Regions from separate parts of the Anas platyrhynchos genome. Here region 2 is linked to region 1. The links are chromatin contacts, called in public Hi-C maps. All regions are on one chromosome and are shown on one strand. Each heading gives the region's core, a stretch centred on a gene start, on an enhancer-like site or on the middle of the called end of the contact. The rest is flanking DNA. Distances are from core to core; before and after follow the strand shown.

Region 1 (4,371 bases), core at 1,193-3,692:
ACCTGTGCTAACTGCTCTAATGGGGGGTGTGGGTGGCATTTGAAGAGCCCAAACTACAACACATCTCTTCATAGTCTCCAGAGGATATCACAAGACAGAAACATCACCAAACAACTTGCAGGGTGATACTCTAAGACATGTCTTGTTAGTCTGTTCTTGGGAAACTGAGTTTTACAAGATGGACTTACCTGAGGACCACAGAAAATTCGAATAATGTCCTAGCTCACTACTCTGGTCATCTACAAGTTAAGACCAACCATTTCCTAATTGTATTTTGCTGTTTTCTGCTGTGTGGCGCTGTGTTCATTAATTCTTGTTAGCCTAAGTGATGAATCCCTGTTGGTTACTTCTGTCTTTGTGCCCTACCTACCTACCAGAGGAGATTTCCTCAGCTGAAGTGCAATATTTCCCAGCCTTTGGTCCACACACCACCTGTGTGTGGTTTGGAGTTCTGTCCCATGAAAAAGCAGTCACAAGTTTGGACTCTCCTCCTGCATAACACAAAAATCTTCCCCCGTTGCTGTTAGTCTTTATCTTTGGTAATGGAAGCAAATGTAGGAATCTGCTTTTATCCAAAATTTAATTTCACTGATACCTTTTTCAAAGCACCACATCCTCTCTAATGGAGTGATCATTACTCAGAAGCGAGCAACAGAGCACCCAGCCCTGACTCACTTTCTTAGCTAAACCTTCTTTAGACAGAGAGGGATTGAATAAAACCTCAGTAAAGAACTACAGACATGGCCTACAGTGATTAATTCTCTCCCACATGTACAAGACACAGAGGGTGGTGCCTGACCATAGGTACCAAACCCTTCCCGTTTCTCTCTAGGGCAGGAAATCCTCACCCACATCCTGAAGGAGCAGGGCACCCCCTGCTGACCCTGCACCCAGAAGACAGGAACCTTTCCATATCCTTAAACCCAATAAAAAATAAATAATAATAATAATAATAATAATAATAATAATAATAATAATAATAATAAACAGTGGAAATCATGTTTTGTTTTGTGTTTTGTTTTGTTTTGTTTTGTTTTGTACAGAGTCCCAATTTCATTCTTTAAAGAGAATACATTTCATTTCTCTTCACTCTTCAGAGGGAGTTACTTCTCTCAGCTCAGGAGTTGCCTAAATTGCAAAGAAATGAGATTGCTCTTCTCTATTCTGAGCTTTCCTTCTTACTCATGGCATCTTTGGAGAATTTGTCTGAAGTAACAACAGTTGCAGAGAGAAAATTGGCTTTTATACCATGCTGTTATGCCTTTCCCCTGTTCTTACCATAGCTGAAGAATAGGTCTGATTTCTTGTATCTTTCACCCCTGTGGGACACTGCTGGAGGGAAGAATTACTATTGTTCAGTTCTGATACATCCATGTCCTCAGCTCCAACACCTGCACTGGTTTCTCTCATCAACTAAAGGTAGGTTTGGAAAAAGTGTACAGAAAGGCCATTAATACTTTGGTATTTCTACAGGAACCACAAAAGTGTGAGGGTTTGCCTCTGTCTTGTATTTGTCTGGGGACAATTTAGCTTGAGGACAATAAATGTGGTTCTAAAATCTGAAAGGCTTCACAGACGCCAGATCTCAAATTATTTCAAAGTCTCAAAAACTTTGGAAATCAAGATTCATATTTTAAATCAAACACTTTCAGCTTTCTACCTGGCACATTAAAGACACATGAAGAATCCTAAATCCTATCTTCTACCATTCAAACTCTAGATTTCTCCTCTTTCGGAAATGTCTGAGTAGCAAGCAGAACAGGTGAGGGACGATTACACCCCACAGAAAAAATGTGCACATGAAAAGATATCATAAATCTCTAATCCAATCTGGACAATCTTGATTATAACATCACATTCTCTCTTTTAATATAATGCAATGTAATTCATTTAAATTCATCACATATGCCTAAAATTGAAGGAAAACAGATTCTTCTTTTCTTAGGGGAGGACGTAATTCCAAGTCTTCTACCTTTTTGTGTGTTTTCAGCATCTCTCACAAAGGCATTTAAAATTGCTGTTTTATTTCACAAGATATTTCACAAGGGGTATTTTCCCCCACCCTACATTGCAAAAAAATACAAATGTGTGGAAGCTTTTACTATCAAACCTGTTTTAATAATTCCTTGTTTTATTATTTTTTATTATTATTATTCGAGAGCTGAAAGTTTTGAAGTAGTAGAAACTTCCAGTCTTTTCAATTAAAAATTTCTGTTTAAAAAACTTAAGTAAACTTGGAAAAAAAATGAAAAAAACAAACAAACAATCCTCAGTGCAGAGCAAATATAAACTGAAGCACTGTTAGTTGTTAAGGAATAAAACACTGTTTGAACCATGAGTATGACAGATGGAAAAAGAGATGGCCTCTTTCCTGAAGATCAGTCAGACTAAGGGCTTGTCTGATCTTCTCTGCAAGACAATTTCACATTCTCTGATTAAGAAAGTCTTGTATCCGGTTCTCACATACTTTCTTCTGGGCAATGCATTCTGCTTCAGTCAGTAGGAATACTATTGTCATGATGGTTCATACATAAAAATTTGGATTTGATTAGCTGCTGTTGATTCACTAACCACTTTCAGTACTGAAAGTGACATCAGAAGCTCACCAAGCACCCTGAGAAGACTTGAACTGCTATGTTCAAGGTAGCTTACACCACAGAAAAATAAGGTAGCAACATCTACAGACATTTAACACACAACTGAGCAGCTGCATTAACCTGATCCTGAACATGAGCATCATTTTTACACTCAGATGAATCACATTCAGATCAAATGAGTTCCAATAACCAAGAGTGGAAACAGCAAAGCTGTATGCTCCTGCTCTCAGGTTATCATGGTCTGTGAGGAAAGAGAGGACATTTCCTAGCTAGCTAGCTGTGAAATCTTTAGAAAGCAGTGCTACCTGGCCATTGAAGCCAGGCAGGACCCAGGGGCTTTGCACAACTTTGATAAATGGAGACCATATGTCTTCAATGAGTGGAAGGTGGAGACAGTCCCTTGGCCCACTCTTCAAAGCATTCCCCCTTTCTGACTAGCACTGCTTTGGTCTTGCCTGCGTTCAACTTGAGCCAGCTGCTCTTTATCCAAGAGTTTATTTCCTGAAGGCATTCCAAAATCCTATGGCCAGTGTGAATATAGTGTCAGATTAGACCATCTAATAGCCCTGTCTGCCCTCAAAAACCTCAGAATTGCTGAAGTATTAGCACCTACAAGGCTCAGCTGAGATTACAGCCTGCTGAGATTATGCACAGGAAGGCAGCCCTTGCCTGGAATAGTTTCCATCTGAAATTAATAACGCGAAAGCAAAGGCAATGGGGTTATCCAATGGCTGCAGGATTCCCCCTAGGAATGGTGAAGGCACACCAGGTATGGCCAACTTCTATTCCAGTACTTAACTGCTCCACAAGATCCCTGGTAGAGCTTTGACAGGAGATGAAGGAAGAGAACTTTGCAAAAGGAGAAAAATATTAACCCCAATTTCCAGTTTCTGAATCCAGAAAGTACCTGTCTTAGAACTCTTTTTGGCCTGTAGAAGTTTGTAGTTTTTTAGACTAGACTATTTTAACAACTTAAAGTATTTGCACAAAAATATGTACCGACACCTTGTTTTGTCCAAGACAAAATGAAAATAATGAAGTTTTTATGAAAATAATGCATTTTATGAATACATTATGAATTTTATGATTTTTTATGAAAATAATGCAAGTATATCTAAATATAATCAACCAGAAACATTCTTTTGATCAGATTTATTACCTTCTTCTCTAAGAACCTATTTGTTGGAGATTTATTAATTTATTTATTGCAGGTCAGAAGCTACCAGTACAATCAGCTGGTCTGTTTTCCTAACAGACCTTAAAATCATCTTCAGAAATTTCTCTACTAAGCTCAGTATTCCTGCTCCCTGCTCAAGTTAGAGGGTTTCCCCCAGATCTTTGGCAAATCAGAAATACATTTTTGTGGTCTGTATTAAGTCAATAAGCCACTGGAGACAAAAAAAAATATTATAATAATGATGAAAAAATAGCCCCTGTATTTTAATTCTCATACATTCATTCTACTTGACATAGAATTAAATATCAACCAGTTAGTTAAAACCATAATAATTTAATGTTCACAATGTGCACAGAGTAATATTGATCATTATTGTGTGCAACATTCTTCTGAATTTTAACTCATCAAAACTGAGAATGAGGGAAGTGCTAATGTCAACCTCATGATCATAATCATGAAATCTTTCTAATATATACCTGCTGCTGCTACATCTTTTCATGAGAACTTCTTATTTTGGCCAGTAGAGACCAAGAGTAGCTGTTATACTTCAGTGCAGAGGAAAATCTTCCTGACACAGGAAATACAATAAAGGGTAGT
Region 2 (4,107 bases), core at 365-2,864, 220 kb before region 1:
TTTTCCACTCTCTGTAAAACCAGTGCAGTACAAGATCTCTTGCTGAGCGCTTGTCGGCTGCCAAATCACAACAGTCACTGCGCTACCAGTATGTAACTAATTTCAAAGGGGCTTAGGATGCCAGCTAAAACCAAATTCAGTTTGGTCCTGAAAAAAACACAGTTCTGTGCTGGAAAAGTCCTCTGCCACAACTTGGTTTTAGGATCCCCATTAAAGATATTGCCCTATAAATAAGTAGGTATGTGCACACACACTCACTATTTGTTTCTTCAAGCATGCCTCTCTCTCTGTCCTTGAAGGGAAAAAATAAAAATAAAATGTTCTTTGTAACAACTGGAACCACCAATGTCAGGCTGCAGGAAAGCTACTGAAACCTGTTTCAAGAGGCTTCAATCCACAGCACGTTAAAGCCTGAAAACTTATTATATGCATATTAAACCTAGGAAACAAAACAACCTATCTGGTCATATGTTTCCCATTAACTCCTGATTTTTTGCTCATTCTACCAAAGCTGTTGTGTGAATACTGCACATACTTCAGTCTGAATCAGTGCTGCTCTAAGGACTCCCTGGTATCACTGTAAGTTGAAAATTTTAAATCTTTCTTGCCTGATGCAGCCATATTCCAAGACAGATTAAATTTACATTACCAACAGGACATAAAAATACAATTATAAGTACGATTCAGGCCAAAAAAAAAAATCTGAAGGATGGGGATTTTCTGGTAATCAGTGGGTGTTTTGAATGAGTAAAGACTGCATGATCATGCCATTTGTCATAAACGGTACCACATAAAGCTAGCTATTATGTGTGTTTAAGAAAAGAGATTGATTTTGGCTTTACTTTTGACCTTATATATATATTAATTACGTACTACCTAATAGCCATAGTTATTTTTAAGTTTCACTACTATAAACTGAAACGAAAATGCAAGTTGATTTTATTTCACGGGAGTTAAAGTCATACCTAAGAAAAAAAAAAAGAAAAAAAAAAAGAAAAACTGTCATTCATTGTAACTTATTTTTATGTGTCTAAATAGTTTTTAATAGTGACACAATCTGCATGTCAAGGAGCTCTGAGACTCGGACATGAGCAATATAGCTCAGTTTTGGAGAGCTTTAAAACTATCCCTAAGTTAACAGAAGGATAAATTTATACAAAGATTGAGCTAAAAATTATATCCTCTGCAAAAGGATTCTTAATCAAATGCATTTTCCTGAATTTGAAAGTAATCCAAATTTGTAGATAGATTATCTGATAAATCCTCAGCATGATAGAAGACTAAAACGATTTGCTAACTATTAATTAAGTATCTGGCAAATACTGTATTTGAACTAAATCAGTGATATCTACATCTAATAATATCTATATCTAGCTATGCAATAAAACAAGTTGGAGTGTGTCTTCCTGACTCATAATGTTTGCTTTCAGTCTCATTCTAGGTTCTATTCTTTAAATGGATACAGAGATCACCACTACAAGTTGAATTCACGATATTTTGTCATGCTAGACAATTAGGAGTTTCCATTAGATAATTACCAGAAGTATGTCTCATACAGGAAAAACAGTCAATTGCTGATGTAACAGGATTAACCAATCCAGCACACTGATCCGGCCCACTTACTTTTGACAGACACTATATGTGAGTGTACACATGAGAAGTACAGTATAAAGCTTCGCATTATAAGTACCACAAAGAGGAACTTCAGCAGTTCTTAATGCACAATACAGCAGTCTCCTTCTGAGAGTGAGGACTAGAGAGGTAAAACTTTAAACCAGCTTTTTTCTTTTAAAACTAAAACTTTTAATTCATGTGCATGCTGTTGCATATTGTTACGGATATATTGAATGAATGTATATACAGAGCTTTGCAGCTCAGGTAATTTTATGAAAAGAATCTGAACCATCATTTTTATATTTATCCAAACACTATGTATTTTTAGACATGAACATATATATATATATATATATATATAGGTATGTATGTAAGTACTAATGAACTATCTATCTGTGGTACTAGCAGACTCGCTTTTAGAAAACAATGCTTTTTGAAAAGTTATGCTTTAATGTTAAATCTGTCATCACCATGGCATGCAAGTATAATATGCTATACTTATATGTAATAGATTGTCTGTGATAAGTGTACCTGTTATATATGGCAAGCAATGTACACCTCACAACAAGAACCCAAACATACTTATCTGTCTTTTAAACTGAAATATGCCTATCCCTTACTTTTCATCAGACACTGTTGGGATAGGTGCTATATTAGAACTATAAATAACCCCTTTAATTATGTCATCTGTTAGTATATCTAATCATGAATGCATATTTTCAACTGAAATTATTTTTTCATCCAATTAAACTTTTAGTTCTATTTCAAGCTGACTTTCAGACTTCATATAATTACAACAGACTTTGGGCTGTTCATGAGATCCAAGAAATTTAGATGTATTATAGCGAGGTTTGTGTTACAAAGATGTGTTTATAAGAATGGCTGCAGGGTTTATAATGCTGACAGACCCGTAAGTGTAACAGTATATAACAGTATAGCAACTGAGGTCAGTAAAACACAGATGAGGGTGTACTGTGGATGCCTTATAACAGTGAAAGACTTATAAAAGACCTTAATTGAAAAGGACTTGCAATATATAACATTTGTAAAACTTTGGTTGATTGTTCAGTTACTTCTGTATGTTTCATTTAACTATAATCCCATGCCTGTCTCTCAGCCCATGTGTCTGTAATCATCTCATGGAAACTAGAGACCTTACAATGCTTATATTTATAAATTACTCCTTTCCACTAAAATACAATGGTTGACGGTAATATAGTGAAAGTGGAATATTTGCTGGGTAGGAGGTAACCACACCTGAGAAGAAGGCAGAAGTGCGTGAGAGAGAGAGTATGAAAGGAAGGAAAAGAAAGAGGGCTATTACTAAAAAAGGCTCTAAGAAAATTAGCAAAAGTTAGTCTGGTGCAGAAAAACCTCAAGTTAAACTCCATCAGCTTTTAGCGTTCTCATTTTCTGTTACCACATCCAAACATGAGGGAGTTTGCTAGCTTCACCCTTGCTAGGTAAGGAACAGAACAGAGATGCTGCAGAACATAAAGGTGATACGAAGTCATGACAGTAACATAGCAAATGCCTTTCTACTGCTGGGCAAAACCCTTGTCAGTATAAAATACCAAGGATCTACCAACAGTGGCTGAAACTGTTTTTTCAACTATGTTTTATTCGTGATGTCTTATTCTAATATTATGATTGTGTCATTTAAATGAATGAAACAAAAAGTGACTTCTAATAACAATGGGCCAAATGTAGAAGATCTTACTCAGCCTTCACTCAGACAGAATTATTATTGGCATCGATGAGGGATTTGCCTGAGTCAGGAGCAAGTATGATTTGGCCAGATGACATGTAACACTTTCCATCTTCAAAGCATTTTTCAGACATTACTTGATTAACCCCAAACCTAAATATATCTGCCTGAGAACTTCTAGGCACAGACTAGCATAGAAGCAAGGATATTTCTGGTGCCAGGGCAGTACCTTAGCATGTCACAGATATGTGCCGTACCAACTCCGGCTTAGGTTCTCAGTGCCTGACCATGTACTGCAGCTGGAGAGCGGATCATGTATTATATAGCCCTCCAAACAACAGTGTTATTTTGCTCCTGTCAGATCTCTTGCCAGTGTTGATAACCTCCAGCATTTACAAGTGAGTAGAAAAGATCTTTTCTCTTCTACTCAAAGCAGAATAACATTCTGCCCAACAGACTCTCAGCCCCTGCCCTCAGTGCCCTCTTGTTCGCAAGCTATTTAAGATCTCCTGCTATCCCTAACAATACCAGACAGGACAAGAGCAAGGTGCTCATTAATAAAAGGTTTCACTCTTTCCATTCATTCATGTTTCCTCTGTTTAGTTAAGCCAGTGATACTGTTGAAGGAATAAAACAAACAAAAAAAAAAAAAAAAAAAGAAAGAAAGAAAAAAGGGTGGGGGTGGGGGGGAAGATGACGGCCAGGAGGGAGACAGGAGGGTCAAACTGTAAAAAAAAGAGAGTGAATTTACAGGAATTAAAAGAGATTTTAGAAAGGGGGGAGGG

What was found. A called contact is a pair of places that touch in the nucleus more often than the background predicts.
Region 2: a contact with region 1 is called in a Hi-C map of F5 follicle, with 4 times the contacts expected there. The contact joins the promoter of INHBA here to the enhancer-like site in region 1. A contact is called at or near these places in 3 of 8 Hi-C or Micro-C datasets (F5 follicle, liver and skeletal muscle).

The regions. Positions count from the first base shown.
Region 1 is chr2:100,740,217-100,744,587 of IASCAAS_PekinDuck_T2T, reverse strand. No RefSeq gene overlaps it. Among named protein-coding and RNA genes, the nearest start is that of INHBA, 220 kb to the left of the region's middle. Within about 2 kb of position 2,442, at least 2 of the 8 cell types and tissues checked have an H3K27ac peak or open chromatin away from gene starts, as enhancers often do.
Region 2 is chr2:100,956,484-100,960,590 of IASCAAS_PekinDuck_T2T, reverse strand. It overlaps INHBA (inhibin subunit beta A), which reads left to right and starts at 1,614. Exons shown (of 3, transcript XM_013095239.5): 1 at 1,614-1,761. The region is part of intron 4 of LOC106015519 (a long non-coding RNA gene); the gene reads right to left.